Linked DNA regions of Sus scrofa: all the other regions are linked to region 3. Evidence: chromatin contacts called from public Hi-C and HiChIP or PLAC-seq data. All regions are on one chromosome and are shown on one strand. The core of a region is the stretch at or near the end of the contact, and the rest is flanking DNA. Distances in the headings are between cores, read along the strand shown.

What was found. Hi-C and Micro-C count contacts between places; a contact is called where the count stands out from the background. HiChIP or PLAC-seq counts read pairs in DNA pulled down with a chosen protein or histone mark.
Region 1: an H3K27ac HiChIP or PLAC-seq map of alveolar macrophages shows a contact between it and region 3. The contact joins two enhancer-like sites. A contact is called at or near these places in 1 of 5 promoter capture datasets (fetal skeletal muscle), 6 of 47 Hi-C or Micro-C datasets (alveolar macrophages, embryonic fibroblasts, liver and 3 more) and 1 of 2 datasets of contacts at active chromatin or transcription factors (alveolar macrophages).
Region 2: a contact with region 3 is called in a Hi-C map of omental adipose tissue, with 2.7 times the contacts expected there. The contact joins two enhancer-like sites. A contact is called at or near these places in 1 of 5 promoter capture datasets (fetal skeletal muscle) and 4 of 47 Hi-C or Micro-C datasets (heart right ventricle, mesenteric adipose tissue, omental adipose tissue and 1 more).

What each region holds. Positions count from the first base shown.
Region 1 is chr2:72,789,509-72,792,701 of Sscrofa11.1, forward strand. It overlaps MLLT1 (protein ENL), which reads left to right. Exons shown (of 11, transcript XM_021083993.1): 2 at 929-1,109. Among named protein-coding and RNA genes, the nearest start is that of MLLT1, 10 kb to the left of the region's middle. Within about 2 kb of position 1,368, at least 3 of the 83 cell types and tissues checked have an H3K27ac peak or open chromatin away from gene starts, as enhancers often do. A contact at or near this core is called in alveolar macrophages, where this site is marked.
Region 2 is chr2:72,720,124-72,723,346 of Sscrofa11.1, forward strand. ACER1 (alkaline ceramidase 1) reads left to right here. Exons shown (of 7, transcript XM_021083989.1): 2 at 2,272-2,392. Among named protein-coding and RNA genes, the nearest start is that of CLPP, 8.3 kb to the left of the region's middle. Within about 2 kb of position 1,253, at least 30 of the 83 cell types and tissues checked have an H3K27ac peak or open chromatin away from gene starts, as enhancers often do. A contact at or near this core is called in omental adipose tissue and retroperitoneal adipose tissue, where this site is marked.
Region 3 is chr2:73,048,071-73,051,406 of Sscrofa11.1, forward strand. RFX2 (DNA-binding protein RFX2) reads left to right here. Exons shown (of 17, transcript XM_021083998.1): 15 at 1-84; 16 at 1,381-1,423; 17 at 1,900-3,114. The coding sequence ends at 2,015. Among named protein-coding and RNA genes, the nearest start is that of RANBP3, 13 kb to the right of the region's middle. Within about 2 kb of position 1,276, at least 12 of the 83 cell types and tissues checked have an H3K27ac peak or open chromatin away from gene starts, as enhancers often do. A contact at or near this core is called in alveolar macrophages, omental adipose tissue and retroperitoneal adipose tissue, where this site is marked.

The sequences.
Region 1 (3,193 bases), core at 118-2,617, 260 kb before region 3:
GAGTATCTGCAACTATTTTCCTAGCGCTTACGTTGTACAAGGTATTAGAAGTAATCTAGAGGTTGGAGTTCCTGTCCTGGCTCAGTGGTTAATGAATCTGACTAGGAACCACGAGGTTGCGGGTTCGATCCCTGGCCTTACTCAGTGGGTTAAGGATGCGGCGTTGCCGTGAGCTGTGGTGTAGGGCGCAGAAGCGACTTGGATCCTGCTTTGCTGTGGTGTAGGCTGGTGGCTACAGCTCCAATTAGATCTCTAGCCTGGGAACCTCCATGTGGCGCGGGTGCGGCCCTAGAAAAGGCAAAAAGACCAAAAAAAAAAAAAAAAAAGGGACCTAGAGGGGCTTTAAAGCATGCGGGAAGGTGTATGTGGTTCTGTGTAAGCACTGTGCCGTTTTATGGTGCCGTTTTATGTAAGAGACTTGAGCAGCCATGGATGTTAGTGTCCTTGGATCCTGGAACCAAAGGGCGGCATAATTGCACCACAGTCACACTTTCATATTCCAGGAGAGCTTGCTGAGGATTGCTGCTCCAGACAGGGAGCCATTCCCATGAGCCACTGTAGAGCACGTGGGACAAACCATTAGCAAGAGGATCTCTGATAGTGGAGAATGCTGAGAAAGAGCGCCATGGGGGTGGGGTGGGGTGGGTGCTTTCAGATGGGGTGGTGACAGAAGGCTTCCCTGAGGCAGTCAAGGCTCGACCTCAGTGACGGGAAGGAGTGGGCCATGGGCGGTGGAGGAGAGCATCCAAGGCAGAGGGAGCTGCAGGAGCCCAGCCCCTGGGGCAGGGTAGGGAGGAGACTCGGGGACCCCCGTGAGCTTGCTGGGGAGAAGAGACGTGGAAAGCCAGTCCATAGGCCTGGTCCGTGAGCCTGCAGCCCTTACTTGGGGCTCTGCACTGACCCCGTGCCTGCCTTTCTCTCTGTCCAGTGCACTGTCCAGGTCAAGTTAGAGCTGGGACACCGCGCCCAATTGCGCAAGAAGCCCACCACGGAGGGGTTCACGCACGACTGGATGGTGTTCGTCCGCGGCCCCGAGCAGTGCGATATCCAGCACTTCGTGGAGAAGGTGGTCTTCCGGCTGCACGACAGCTTCCCCAAGCCCAAGCGCGGTGAGTGCCCCAGGCCTGGCCCACACCCGGCCCTTCCCTCTCCCTTCCCTGTGAGATGCCGGCCTGCACCCTGGGGTATGCGGTGAGAGCTTGCGGGCCCTGCTCTGACCCTGCAAAGGGCCTCTGCCCTCCCTTCTGCTTCCCCTTCAGCCGTGGGCCTCATCATAGGGAAATCCTGGTGGAGCTGATGACTGTGTCTTGTGTCATTACCTAGACTCAGCCCCTGAGGAGCATCCAGAGGAGGGAGCCTGTGGTTGTGGGTGGGAGGGGCAACTTAATGCCCACCCCTGAGTAAGCAGGAAATCGCTTCCTGGGCCCATGTTTGATGAGACATGCCATTCCAAGAACCACCACGTGTGGGGCAAAAAGCAGAAAAGGCACTCACCTCGCTGCTGCCTTCCCTCCTGGCCTCACCCCTCAGCCTGCCGTCTATGAAGCACCAGGTTACCTGCAGCCTGGTGTCTGATGGGGCGAGACGAGAACTCGCTGGTGTGAGTGTGTGGGAGTAGAGGACGCTTCTCAGGGAATTTGATGGGGACTTTGGAGTGAAGTTGGAGGCTGTCTTGTGAGCCCTGTGGGACCAGGGCCCTGCCTGCTGGTTGCCCCCATGTGAAGCCGGGCATGTCACAGGGGTCCATGATATATTTCTTGAATGGATGTGTTGATAAAGCAGGGAAGGGCTTATTCCTGGAAAAGGGCTTCAGGGCTGGGAGAGCCACTGCCAGGCTACCAACCCCTTCACCCGTCCAGGCGGACAGGGACGGGGCCAAGTCATGAGAGAATGTGCACGGCCTGTGGTCCAAGCAGGAGCCCATCCCAGGACCCACTGGGGGCCTGTGCCAGTACGGGTCTTCCTGTCTAGTGGGGAAATGACCTAAGTTACAGAAATAGAAACTTCTGGCTCAGCAGGGAAGGCCACTGTTTTTTGGCTTGTGGAAGTTCCTGGGCCAAGAATTGAACCTGTGCCATAGCAGCAACCCGAGCCACTGCAGTGACAATAGCAGATCATTATCCCGCTATACCATCCTCCTTTCTAAGCGCTGCATTTTGCAGCATCTGTCCTTGTGACTTCGAATGAGGGAGCTGGCCTACCTTCAGTTCTCCACAGAAGGCTCCCTCACCCTTTGGGGCCCTCCGGCTGCCAGTCTGACTCGTAGTTTCTTTGCTCAGTTCACCTGTACAGCTTTGTCTTCTTAGCCTTTTTCTGTTTTCTCTCCTTAGCACCATCTTCCGACGTTGTATACATTACTTACTTATCTCGTCCATCTCGCCCTCCCCCGAAGTGAGGGATTTGTGTCTAGTGGTAGAGTTTACGCTGTGTCCCGGGTGCTGAAAGGCTAGAGTAGGTGCTTGCTGAATCCTTGTCTAGTGAATGAATGGATTCTTCAGCACCGTCAACTTTGGCCAAGGTCTCCTGACTGTCCACTTAGAAAGAGAAAGGCAGGAGCACCCCGTCTTTACTCGAACCTTACACCCCTCCTTCTGGGAGCTACACTTGACATTGTAAAGGTTGTTCTGCTCCAGGCCTGGAGATTAAGCCTAGAAGCTGGCAGCTGGCAAAGGGCACTGACTGTATTGACTGTTTCCACTCTTGGCCCAGTTGGGATCCTCTCTGAACTCTGGGCCACTCCAGGAAGAAGGCTCAAGGTCATGTCAGGGTCATATGGGCTCTTTATCTCAACCTTGGTTGAAGTTTGGCCCTGTTTACTTGGCTGCATGTTTGGCCCTTGGCTTTGTGAACACCCTTTGCTTCTCCTCCCACCCTTTCGTCATTTGTCTTCATCAAAGATGCTTCGTCTTTCCTCCATCCTCTGCAACACCTCGTTTATTCAGTGGAGTTTTTTCCCCCTTTGGATGTTTCATTCTGGTCTCTTCCACCCCTGATCAGAACTGGCTCCTCTCGAGGCTGCCTCTTTAGCCATCAGTCTGGGACTTTACTTTTCTCCTGGGGGGATTTACTGTCTTCTTACCCTATGTTTTGGTTTATCTTCCTGTTTTACTGGAGTCGTTCCTCAAGAAGTATCCCAAGAGATTAATTACTGAAGCAATTTCCTCAGAAAGGCGTGTGGGGAATAAACTCTGAC
Region 2 (3,223 bases), core at 3-2,502, 330 kb before region 3:
TGGGTGCATGGAGGTATTCTTTACTGAGATGTTTTTTTTTCCCATCAAAATTGTGTGTTTATTTAATTTGAGACAAACCCATTACATATGAAATTGTGTGCTCACTTGCTTTTGTTGTTGTTTATAAATTTATTTTAGTGGGGTATAGTTGATTTACAATGTGGTATTAATTTCTGCTGTGCAGAATTAATGACTGTAATTTGTTATACATATATATATATATATATATTCTTTTTCAGATTTTTTTTCCCATTTGATTTATTACAGGATATTGCATAGTGTTCCCTGCATTCTACAGTGAGACCTTGTTGTTTACCATTCTATAGTTTGGGGAGTTTGCATTGTGGCACAGTGGAAACAAATCCGACTAGTAAATATGAGGACACCGGTTTGATCCCTGGCCTCACTCAGTGGGTTAAGGATCTGGCGTTGCCATGAACTGTGGTGTAGTTTGCAGACGTGGTTCGGATCCTGAGTTGCTGTGGCTGTGGTGTAGGGCGACAGCTACAGCTCCAACTTGACCCATAGCCTGGGAACTTCCATATGCCTCAGGTGCAGCCCTAAAAAGACAAGAAAAAAAAAAAGAATAGTTTGCCTTGCTAACCCCAAACTCCCAAGCCATCCCTCCATCACTTCCCTTCCCTCTTGGCAACCACAAGTCTTTTTCTGTGTCTGTGAGTCTGTTTCTGTTTCATAGATAAATTCATTTGCATAAACACATTTTTTTGTTTGTTTTATGGGTTTTTTTAAAAATTATAGTTGATTTGCAGTATTGTGTTGGCTGTACAGCAAAGAGGAACACGTTTTTTATTTTAGAGCAATATACTTCCATCACATCTCAGTAAAGAGTACCTCCATGCACCCAATGGCCCCAGCCAGACATGACCCATAAAAGAACATCCATCACATCTGGGTCATTCAACATTTTGGGATTTGTTCGTTGTAGCATTGTAATACTAATCAGCTAGTATTACCTGATTAATTCAGGAGTGGATTGATTATGATAGTGGAGGGGGGAAGGTTCAGATCTTTCTGGCTGGGGCCACTGGGTGCATGGAGGTACTCTTTACTGAGATGGGGATGTGGGTGTCAGGGGAAGGTGATGAGTTAGTTTAGGGCAGCATCTCTCAACCTTGGCACTACTGTCATTTGGGGTTGAATAGTTCTTTGTGGTGAGAGGGTTATCCTGTGCATTATAGAATGTGCAGTAACATCCCTGGCCTCCATCCACTAGGTGTCAGTAGCGGTCCCCGATCAGGTCAACTAAGACGGTCTCTAGACATTACCCAGTGTCGGAGAACCCCTGGATTAGGCTCTGATGAGTTAGGGCAGCCTGTGGATATCCAAGCAGAGATTTCCAAGAAGCCTGGGTTCTGTAATTCTGGCACTCGGGGAGTATAGGATCTTTCCTTCTCCGCCCTACCCCAGGAACGGGGAGGGAGTGAGTGGAGGGAGCCAGGATTGGGGGTGGGGGCAGTCACAGGTCCAAGGAAGAGAACGGATCAGGCAAAAGAATGAATCCGGCAGGGGCACAAGCTGCTGAGACCAGCCAGCAGTTTCCGAAGCATCAAATGTGCAGGGGACGGATATTTAAATGGGGTCCGAGAAAAGCGATGTTGCGCTTTTTTTTTTTTTTTTTTTTGTCCTTTTAGGGCCGCACTGGGGGCATGTGGAGGTTCCCAGGGGCTAGGGGTTGAACTGAAGCTGTAGCCGCCGGCCTACACCACAGCCACAGCAACGCCAGATCCTAGCCGCATCTGGAACTTACACCACACCTCTTGGCAATGCCGGATCCTTAACCCACTGAGCAAGGCCATGAATGGAACCTGTGTCCTCATGGATGCTAGTCAGATTCCTTTCTGCTGAGCCACGACAGGAACTCCTGTGCATTCGTTTTTATAGACATGGTAATAGTCCCTGGGTGTGTAATTCTAAAAAAATTATTGGAGTAGAACATATACTCAGTAAAGTGTACCCATCTCTCTCTCTCTCTCTCTCCTTTTTGATTGGAGTTTTGTTGACTTATAATGTATTCTTTTCAGGTGTACAGCAAAGTGAATCAGTTATTCATAGACATATGTCCATTATTTTTTCCCAGATAGGTTATTACAAACTATTGAGTAGATTTCCCTGTGCTATACAGTAGGTTCTTGTTAATTATCTATTTTATACAGTAGTGAGTATCTGTTATTGCCCTCCTCCTAAGTCATCCCTTCCCCCCAAAGTGTATCCATTTTAACTGTAAAACTCTACGAATCTTTTTTAACCCAGGTGTACACCCATGTAACTCGTCACCCTGTTCAAGATCTAGAAAGTTCCTCCATGTCCTTTCTCAGTCACTACACCCTGAATATCCCAAGATGACCCGCTTTGTAAAGGAGAAAACAAACAGGTAATAAGACAATGGTGACACCCCCATCTCGTTGTTGCAAATATATGTGCGGATGGGACCACACACGCCTAGATGCTAAGAATGTGAGTGGAGGGGTATGGGTAATACTTATTTTCTTCTTTCTGTTCTTTTATGGGTCATGTCATAAGCATGACATAGTTTTGTTTGTGGGTTTTTTTTTTTTGGTATATTTGGTCACACCCATGGCATGTGGAAGTTTCTGGGCCAGAGATTGAACACCAGCCACAGCAGCAGCCTAAGTCTGCCAAGAAACGCTGGATCCTTAACTCGATAAGCCCCCAGGGAATTCCAGCATGTTGTGCTTTTTTAAAAATTGAGGTGGGGAGTTCCCGCCGTGACACAGTGGCTTGAGAATTTGACTGCAGTGGCTCAGGTTGCCACGGAGGTGTGGGTTTGATCCCTGGCCTGGTGCAGTGGGTTAAAGAAGCCAGTGTAGCCACATCTGCAGTGTAGGTGGTAGCTGTGGCTTGGATTCAATCCCTGGTTTAGGAACTTCCTTCTGCCACAGGTGCAGCCATAAAATTAAAAAATAAAAAATAAATTAAAAAAATAAAAATTGAGATGAAATGCACATAAGATTAACATTTTGACATATACAATTCAGTGGCATTTAGTATATTCACAAAATTGTACTGCCTCTTTCTAGTTTTAAAATATTTTCATCAACCCCAAAGGAAGGGCTATACCCAGTAACAGTCACTCTCCATCCCCCTTCTCCCCAGCCCCGGGCACCTGCCAGTCTTCTTTCTGTCCCTAGGGCTTTATCTTTTCGGAATATTTTATGTAAGTGAAGTCATACAACAGGTGATG
Region 3 (3,336 bases), core at 26-2,525:
CTGTACGACGAGTACATGTTCTACCTGGTCGAGCACCGCGTTGCAGAGGCCACTGGAGAGACGCCGATCGCAGTGATGGGAGAGGTGAGGGCCCTTCCAAGAGAGCCGGCTTTGGGGGCCCCAGAGAACACACTCGGGGTGGGAGGGGTGCCAGTGGGTGGGGAAGGGAGAGCCAGACAGACCTGGGCAGAGCCTGGCTCCTCTGTCACCTGCTCACATGACCTGGGTGGGACTTCCTGTCTCATCATGGTAAAATACACAGAACATAAAACTGGCCACTTTAACCATCTGAAAGTCAACACACAGCAAGGTAAAACCACCGCCCATCTAGTTCTAGACCATTCCCTCATCCCAAAGGAAAACCTCATCTCCATGAGCAGTCACCCCCCCCTTCCCCTCCCCCAGTCCCCAGCAACCACCAACCCAACCCACTCTCTGTCTCTATGGATTGGCCTGTTCTGGGCATTTCCCACTGATGGAAGCACATACTCTGGGGCCTCTGGGGTCTGGCTTCTCTCACTCAACATAATGTTTTCAAGGTTCCCCTGCACTGTCATGGGTATCACAGCTTCTTCCTTCCTTCCCACCCCCCCACCCCACCCCACCCCCGCTTTTTAGGGCCATACCCGTGGCATATGGAGGTTTCCAGGCTAGGGGCTTATCACAGCTACTGCTGCTGGCCTACACCAGAGCCACAGCAACAAGGGATCCGAGCCGCATCTGCGACCTACACCACAGCTCACAGCCACACCGGATCCTTAACCCACTAAGCAAGGCCAGGGATCGAACCCAAAACCTCATGGTTCTTAGTCAGATTCATTTCCACTGCGCCATGATGGGAACTCCCTTCTCCTTTTTTATGGCAAAGTAATATCTGATTGCATGGAGATGCACCGTTGTGCTTATCTGTCCTTTGTTGGTGAATACTTGTGCTGTTTCTGCCTTCTGGCTGCTGTGAACTGTGCTGCTGTGAGCACTTGTGTACAAGTTTTGTTTGAGCACCTGTTTTCACTCTTTGGGGTGTTTACTTAGCAGAATTGCTCAGTCATGCTGGGTTGTTTTGAGGAAGAAAAGAGTGATGCTCATGAGCTTTGAATACACAGTGAGCCTGCAATAAGCAGCAGCTGTTCCTTCATGGTCACCACGCAGAAGCCCCAGTCTCTGTCCCCTTGCTGGCCCGTTCAGTCGGCACCCATCCACCCTCCAACAGCTCCCAGGCTTGGCTCTGGAGGGTGTGGGGACACACCCAGACACCCAGCAGCTTCAGAGCCACTGCTCACCCACAAAGCCACAGCCCACTTCCCCTGTGGGCAAGGACACTGCTGACCTTCCCAGGACCCAGTCTGTGGAGGCCACTCACTCTGGGCTTCTCTCTTGCAGTTCAACGATCTGGCCTCCCTGTCGCTGACACTGCTCGACAAAGGTGAGTGTGTCTGGGGCTTTCCCTCCCATCCTTGACCCCCCGGGCAGGTGACCCTGAGCAGCACGAGGCATCCCAGTGGGGTCAGGGGTGGGCTCAGAGCAGAGGCCCTGCCCCTTCCTCCTGGATTATGTTCACTTCTGCTTCCTGGGCACCTCCCCAGCAGGCCCTCAAGGAGCAGGGCCGCGCACAGGCCTGGGTGGCCAAGGGCCTCCTCCATCCACAGCCACAGGGGGGCACAGGACGGGTGGACCAGAGGGCACCCCACCCCCAGGCCCATTCCCTGAACCACAGGGGTGGGAGGACCAACCTCCGAGGGCGGCCCTGCTGGGACATGACACAGGCACCTGGGCACTGGTCATGGGGAAGAGGGCCCCCAGGTTACCCAGCAGAGACAGCACCCTGCACCTGGCCTCTCTGAGGATGTGCTCCCCACCCCTGACCCTCCCATGCCCCCCACCCCCCACCCAACCCCACAGATGACATCAGCGAGGACCGTGGAGGCAGTGAGGCCCGATCAGAGGCCCGAGGCCGGGGTGAGCCGCTGGTGAAGCGGGAGCGCAGTGACCCCAACCACCCCCTGCAGGGCGTCTAGCTCAGGGGCACCTCTTGGCTGCGGCCCCGCCCGAGCTCCACCGCAACAGTGCCTCTTAGACCAAGTGACCTTTACTCGGACTCCCGGGGCTCCCAGCCAGGGCGCCCTTAAAGGACATGTGCTTCCTCAAGAAGAAAACAGTTGTGACCACCGCGGGAGCTATCAGCACCCGGGTGTCACCTTCTTCTGAAAGTCCTTTCCCCGCTCTGCACACCTCCCGCCTGAGAGCTGGAAGGGGCCGTGCTGGGCCAGTCGGTACCTCCACACTGGGCATCTCCACCCAGCGGGCTGCGATTTGCACCGTGCGGGTGCCCTGCCACCGTCGGGCAGTGCTGGGCTGGCCAGCGTCCCCAAGACCCCTTGTGCCCCTCAGTGGGGAGGGACCTGCCCTGCTGACCCCTAGGAGCCCGGTCTCTAGACGCAAAAGGGCTCCAGAAGCAGCCGCCCTGTTGTCTCGTCCCTGGATGGCGTGCGTGGCCCACGGTCCCGTGTGACTCAAAGAACAAGTCACAGAAACAGGCCCACTTGTGCCAAGACATGGTGGGGCCTTTAAAAATCAAACCCAAAAGCTTTATCAGCAACCGGAAGGACTGGGACAGTCCAAGTTCACAGCCAGCCTCAAGCTAAACCCTTAGGTCTGCCGTGAGTTTGTTCTAAGGGGGCCAGGGGATCGGTGTCTCCGCAGTGCCTTCAATCCCACCAAGCCTGTGCCCCAAGAGCGGTGCTGGAGCCCCCCTCCACAGAACCTTCCAGAACACCTTCCTTTGAAGGAGCAAGCCTGGCCCGCTGCGACCCTGGCCAGTCTCATCTTGAACTGCTCAGAGTTGACACTCTTCTCTGGGGACAAATGAAGCCCGAGGACCCGCTTGTAAACACCCCGGCTCTGTGCCCCCCGTTCCACATTGCCCCGTTGAGCCCCGTGCCAGAGCTCTGCCCCCACAGCGACTCAAAGCAGACAGACCTCTGGTCTAGGAAGCAGCAGCTTCTGAAATGCAATAGTTTTCTCTTTTTGGAAAAATGTTCATACCAATAGTTTTGTGCTCTAATTGTTACTAGAACGTTCTTTATGGATGTGTATATGAATGCAGTCTCTCTGGTCCCAGTGTTGTTTTCTCATTCTTGCAGAAGGTACTATTGTAAACTCACGTGGCCTTTAAAAACCCTCCTTCTCGACAGGCAGGAGGCTCTGCACCCCTGGGCCTCCCAGACTCCTGTGAAATCAGACAGCACAAGTGTCTTTAAACACACAGCTCCTTTCCCAGGAGGCAGCCGAGCCCTCACAGTTCCTGGACTGTGATGCCTGCCTTTTCTTCCACCTATC